Regions from separate parts of the Mus musculus genome. Here region 2 is linked to region 1. A link is a contact called in public HiChIP or PLAC-seq data. All regions are on one chromosome and are shown on one strand. Each heading gives the region's core, a stretch centred on a gene start, on an enhancer-like site or on the middle of the called end of the contact. The rest is flanking DNA. Distances are from core to core; before and after follow the strand shown. Region 1 overlaps Lasp1 (LIM and SH3 protein 1). Region 2 overlaps Fbxl20 (F-box and leucine-rich repeat protein 20).

Region 1 (2,744 bases), core at 144-2,643:
GTTGTGAGTCACAGTGTGGTTGCTGGGAATTGAACTCAGGACCTCTGGAAGAGCAGTCAGTGCTCTTAACCAAGTTGACCCATCTCTCCAGCCCAGAAATGACCTTTTTACTCAAAACTTTATTTTGGCTCCCTCAGAGACTCTAAGAGGGCTTCAGACCTTCTAGAGCTGGAGTTACAGATGACTGTGAGTTGCCTCATGGCGCTAGGGATTGGACCTGCGTTACGTGTCACAGAGAGGTGGGCAGTCTGGTGTCTGTTTTGAATGTCCAGTTTGTTCATATGCCCCACTTTAAGAAGAAGGAAAGAAACGTGAACGAAACTAACAATCTAGCTCCAAGCCAATGCCGCAGCTATCTAGAGACAGTTCACTCCCAGACAGTGAGTGGGTAGAGTTGGCACGAGCAGATTGTAAGTCCTATGCAAACCCAGTTGGTGCACAGCAAGCCATCACGTCCATGTTCACTACCACTGCTCGCACCACCATGCCCAGCTAATGCTCTCTTTGGGTGTATTTGGATGTCAGGATTTTGAGCCGAAGTGACTCCATCTTTGTTTCCTTTCTTTTGTGTTCTACGTAATTATTGCAGGTCCTCTGGAAGAGCAGCTAGTATTTGTAACCATTGAGCCATCTTTCCCCTCATAAGATACTGCTTCTTTATAGGCATTCAACGTGTGGCCTCCCTTTAGAGCCCTCTGGATATGACTTAATGGGGCTATTATTGCTCTGACACCTTCTGTCTTAGGCTTCTGCATTGTGTGTACGTGTGGGTGTATGGGGGGCTTGTTTCTGACCAGGGGCCTCAGGCCGGGCAAGCTCATCTTCATGTCCACCTGAACCCAAGCTCTCCTTTTCCTCTTGGCCTCCAGGTGCGCTACAAGGAGGAATTTGAGAAGAATAAGGGCAAAGGTTTCAGCGTGGTGGCAGACACGCCTGAGCTGCAGAGAATCAAGAAGACCCAGGACCAGATCAGCAATGTGAGACCCTGCCCTGATGCCCAGGCTACCCTCTGCCCTCCCTTCTCATCCTCTCCCTGACAACCTCAGCAAAGGCCCACGCCGCAGTGGTCAGATCAGAGGCAAGGGGGAGGGAGTTGAGGTACCCGGGAGCCTTTTCTTTGTTCTCCCTCTTTGGTGGGCACTCTGCCCAAATGGCATTTCCTCCTTAAAGAGACTGCTCTTTTAGAGGCAGACAGATAGACACACAAACACATACAGAGTGTCTAAGTCACCTTCCATTCTCTGGAGCAGACCCCGTTCCCTGGTCATGGTGGGGATGGGGTCGGAGTGCAGATTAGATGCTTGTTTTTAGCACCAGGGTCAAAGCTGGGGTTGGGGGTTGAGCCTCCTGTCTGCCTCTGGGTGCTAACACAGCAGTCATTTCCGCCCTCCCTCGACTGCCTCCCACCTCAGTTTGTTCTTCCTTCCTGTGTGAAAACCCAGCTGGCTTTGCCCACAGGCCCTACACCCCCTCCAGGCCCTTTCAGGCCCAGTCAGGGACTGGTCATTGGTGTCTGGTTGTGAGACATAGGCGTGGAGAGTGGGTGGCGGAGTGACTGTCTCTATATGGTTCTGTAGAGCAGCTGGGGTTAGGGATCATCGCTCAGTTCCACCCTTACATAGCCGCAGACCAGCAGCTTGTATGGCTCCGGGTTTGCAGGGGCCGGGTTGGGAGTATGTGGGTAGGTGCTGCTGGGCGTGACGTCACAGAACATGGGCACAAGCCTGAATGCCGAGTTATAGAACATGCCCCGTCATTGGCAACAGACTCCTTATAAATGAAGGATGAAGCAGGCCGATACGATACCCTCGTGTCTATCACAGGAAAGGGTCTACCAGTTTGCCTGTGTCATTCTGGGCTGAGGGACTAAGGATGGGGAAGACAGGATCCAGATTCAGGTGGCTCGCCTTGCACACACCCTCCAGGATCATCTCTCCCCATTCTGTCGCTGGACAAGTCTCATAGCTCACTGGTCTGCGCCGCCCCCCCCCCCCCCAAACACCCGGCACAGAAGCACCCTCTTGCAGGGTGGTTAACGCTCTGATTCTGCCCTCTGTCTTGTTTAGTGGCACACACCTGTAACTCCCAACATTTGGGAGGCTGAGGCAGGAGAGTCATGGATTCAAAGCCACTTGAGGCTGAGGCACGATCAAGAGGTTGAAGCCGTCCTGGGCTTTATAATAAAACACACGCATGCGCACACACACCCTCTTTCCCATGCACACGAAACAAAGAAAACTTCTTAAAGGAGGGAGGGCTGAAGTTTAGTGATAGAGCGTGCACAGGGCCCAGAGTCCCCTCCCTCGCACTACAAAGAGGAAGCATAAGTGACTGCTTTTTGGGGGGGTGGGGGTGGAGGGGGGACTTGGAAAGTTCATTCAGTATTTTCTCTTGTTTCATTAAAAATGCTGGGGGCAGTCCAACCAAGTGGGCTTTGCAACCCAGTTGTTGGGCTGAAGTTTAAAATGAACAGCCTGTTGAATGACTTCTCCTGAGCTGGAGGGCCTGCCTCAGAAGGCTGCAAACCCTTCTTGGCCCCCCAGGAAAGCCTGCTGCAGTTTGCCCTCTTCCAGTCTGGGCCTGGCTCACACCCTGGCGTTTCCTTTCTGCCTCAGATCACACAAAGGGTAAAAGGGTGTGCCCGGAGCGCCTCAGATCGAAAGAGGGGAAGTGGTGTGGTCTTGGGTGATTGGGAAACTGGGATGGCTCACAAAGGTGGAATCATGTGGCTTTGTGTCTTGAGA
Region 2 (2,929 bases), core at 155-2,654, 260 kb after region 1:
TGACGTCTCCCGGAGATGAGATATCAAGTAATAGTTATTAGCAGAGTATTGACTAAGGTTATTAAGTGAACTGATGATATTTAAGTGAAGAGAGTAAACAATATTTAAAAAGCATCGATGTCACCCCAAAAGTCCCTTCAGTCCCAAGAGCCTTTGCAGTTCTAAGACCCATATTTAGGAATCATAGCTCATCAGGCTGTTTCCACAGGGAAATGAAAAGTCTTCACAGCTGATTTCCTTTAATTACATCATAAAACAAAATTAGAACATACAGGAACAATAATAGTTACATAACAATTTACTTTATATATTTATATATATAAAAACATATCTTTAGTCCAAAGATTTTTAAAGCAAAAAGAATCGTCTACTGCCTCCTTGGATTTTATTTATTGAAAACAATCCTCACCCCCACATCCTCAGATGCTGGAAGTACGAGGTGTACATACAGTCACTTAGCTAGTGAAAGGTGGCGTGAAGTCCCCACTGGGGAACAGTTCAGGGCCTGGGGAGTGGCCAAGTGTTGGCACAGGCCTGGTGAGAAAACAAGCAAGCAGCAGCCCCCATACAGCGAAGTCCAGGTCAGGCCCAGCAGCTAGGCACAGGGATCACACCGTGACTGCCCTGCTACCCCTCAGGGAGTCAGCGGAGTGGGGGTGCAGGACTGGAGACTGAGTTCTGCAGACAGCACCAGGTACCCATCCATCTGTCCCTGAGCGGCCTGACCGGAAGGGGGTGGTCCTCACAGTGCTCTGAGCTCTGCACAGGCCACATGGGATACTCAGGTCTGTGCCCTCAGGGTCACTGGAAGGTGGGCAAGGCTAAGCTGAACACCAGGAAACAGTAACCGCAAAGAGTTCCTGGGAGGAAGAACAGAGGTGGCCAGAGTGGATAAAACCAACGGAAAAGTGACCTCGAGCCTCTCCCAGATTCCCCTCGGGGTTGTCCTGGTTCTTGGGGTCAGTTCTGGGGTTACAGCAGGGAGGAAGAGCTGGCTGGCCTAAAGATTTTGGGACGTGCCAACAGGATCTAGGTGTCAGTGTGTCAGGTAGGAGTGTGGCAGGGATGGGTCACAGGAATCGGGCTCAGCACTTGTTAGAGATTAACAGTCGTCAGAAATATGTAAGAAAAGATCCTTACAAGGAGCAAGCCTTCCTATGGACACCCAGATGGCGACAGACAGCAAGGCCCTTCTCACTGCTGCAGAGCCAGGGCACTCCTGTCTAACTAATGAGCCACGCCACGCAGTCATTTAGAGGTCCCTGGTCTCCAGGGCTATAAACAGTGAGTGGTTGAATGTTTTGTGGAGCTGAGAGGAAAATGTTAGGGTACAGGAAGAAACATATGTAAGCAGCAAACCAGGGCAGATTGGAGATAACACGACAAACGGAGCAAAAGGATGTAACTTCAAAGATCTCCTGGGACCTGGCAGAGGACACCTGTCTATCACCACCCCTTCCAAGGGGGAGGACTGTTGTCCACTGTCCACACTCCTGTCTTGGTACTAATGCTGTCCCCAGAAGTAAGGAAGCCCTTCTTGCCACCAAAGGGCATGGAGTTGATACCATGAAAAAAACGAAGTAAATGTGTCCCATGGAAAGGAAGTCTTATGAGCACAGGACAGATGCGCTTCCTGAGGCAAAGCATCTCCTCACGAGCCTTGCCTGCCCATGCCATACAGTGGAAAGCGACACTAGGTTTCTGCCTGCTCATGGTTCTTGTTCTACGAGCCACTCTGGCTGAGAAGTACTGACATCTTTGTAAACTTGACTCCACAAAGCCTTAGATCAAACACTCCTGTGGCAGAGACCAAAGACCTGCAGGAGGATGTTCTCCTCGAACCTTCCACGCATGGTTTGTGTAACAAAAGCTTTTCCCTCTCAAATAACTTTCTTAAACTCCCATTCAAGGGAGAGGATGCTAAATAACTGAGAGTTTTCCAGAGATGCAGAAACGATGTGCAGAGAAATCAGAGCGCACAACACTGTGAACCAGGCTCCAATGGGAAACCCCAGAAGCTCTGTCTCCTGTCTCCTGTGGTTTCCAGCAGGTAAAAAGAATAAGGCAGGGTTACAGCAGCCAGTGCTTAAATAGCATATATATATATTTAATTTTTTTTCTTGCTGGAGAATGAAGATGTAGAGTCAGGTCTTTTGGATATTGTATTTACAGCCAGATTTTATTCTCAAATCAGCAGGGCTAATCATGCCCTATTGATAGATAACACTGCTTTCTGCATCTTCTGATGCAGACTTAAGACAAAAATAAATGTGAGCAGGTTTGTGACTCCTACTTCCCCTCATCCCTCTAACTTAAGACTTGTTTGTCTTCAAGTCTTCAAGAAGGCTGGGCTTATCCTCTGGTCTGTCAGCAGAAACCACAGCACAGAAACCCACCTGTACAACTCAGAGAAGGTTCAGGGCTCATTCCTTGTCTACCCTCTCACTTATGACTCCATGAGCTGCCTGACTTTAGAGCCATCAGCCTTGGATTTTACATAATCCTTTCTATTAACGCACATGGATCCCATGGTACATCCGTGGAAGTCACAACAATTCCCAGCCGGCATTACCGCTCCTTCACCATCACAAACAGGTTGTCAGACTTGGCCTGCAAACAGTGCTTACCTGCCGAGCCATCTCAACAGTCCAAGGTCAGTCATGATCTATGAGGCCTTCCAAGTCTCAATGCCCACGGACAGGCAGGGAGTCTCTCTCTTCTTTTCAGTGACAACTCTCCTACGCCCTAACAATGCCAAGTCAAGGCATGTTTTCAAACACATTTTAGAAGACAACTGAAAATATCAAATAGACTTCAAATAGTCTACACAGCTACAAATAGTCCAGACTGGACGTCAGTGGCCCACAGCTACAACAAACATTCCAAACGGTACAGAACACCCCAAACAAAGCATGGTAAGTCACTCAAC

What was found. HiChIP or PLAC-seq counts read pairs in DNA pulled down with a chosen protein or histone mark.
Region 2: an H3K27ac HiChIP or PLAC-seq map of double positive thymocytes shows a contact between it and region 1, with 3 times the contacts expected there. The contact joins two enhancer-like sites. A contact is called at or near these places in 3 of 115 datasets of contacts at active chromatin or transcription factors (double positive thymocytes, large pre-B cells and pancreatic cancer cells) and 2 of 9 other capture datasets (liver and pancreatic islet).

What each region holds. Positions count from the first base shown.
Region 1 is chr11:97,823,973-97,826,716 of GRCm38.p6, forward strand. Lasp1 (LIM and SH3 protein 1) reads left to right here. Exons shown (of 7, transcript NM_010688.5): 4 at 870-977. Among named protein-coding and RNA genes, the nearest start is that of B230217C12Rik, 16 kb to the right of the region's middle. Within about 2 kb of position 1,394, at least 119 of the 459 cell types and tissues checked have an H3K27ac peak or open chromatin away from gene starts, as enhancers often do. A contact at or near this core is called in double positive thymocytes, where this site is marked.
Region 2 is chr11:98,082,332-98,085,260 of GRCm38.p6, forward strand. Fbxl20 (F-box and leucine-rich repeat protein 20) reads right to left here. Exons shown (of 15, transcript NM_028149.1): 15 at 223-2,929. Among named protein-coding and RNA genes, the nearest start is that of Stac2, 30 kb to the left of the region's middle. Within about 2 kb of position 1,405, at least 7 of the 459 cell types and tissues checked have an H3K27ac peak or open chromatin away from gene starts, as enhancers often do. A contact at or near this core is called in double positive thymocytes, where this site is marked.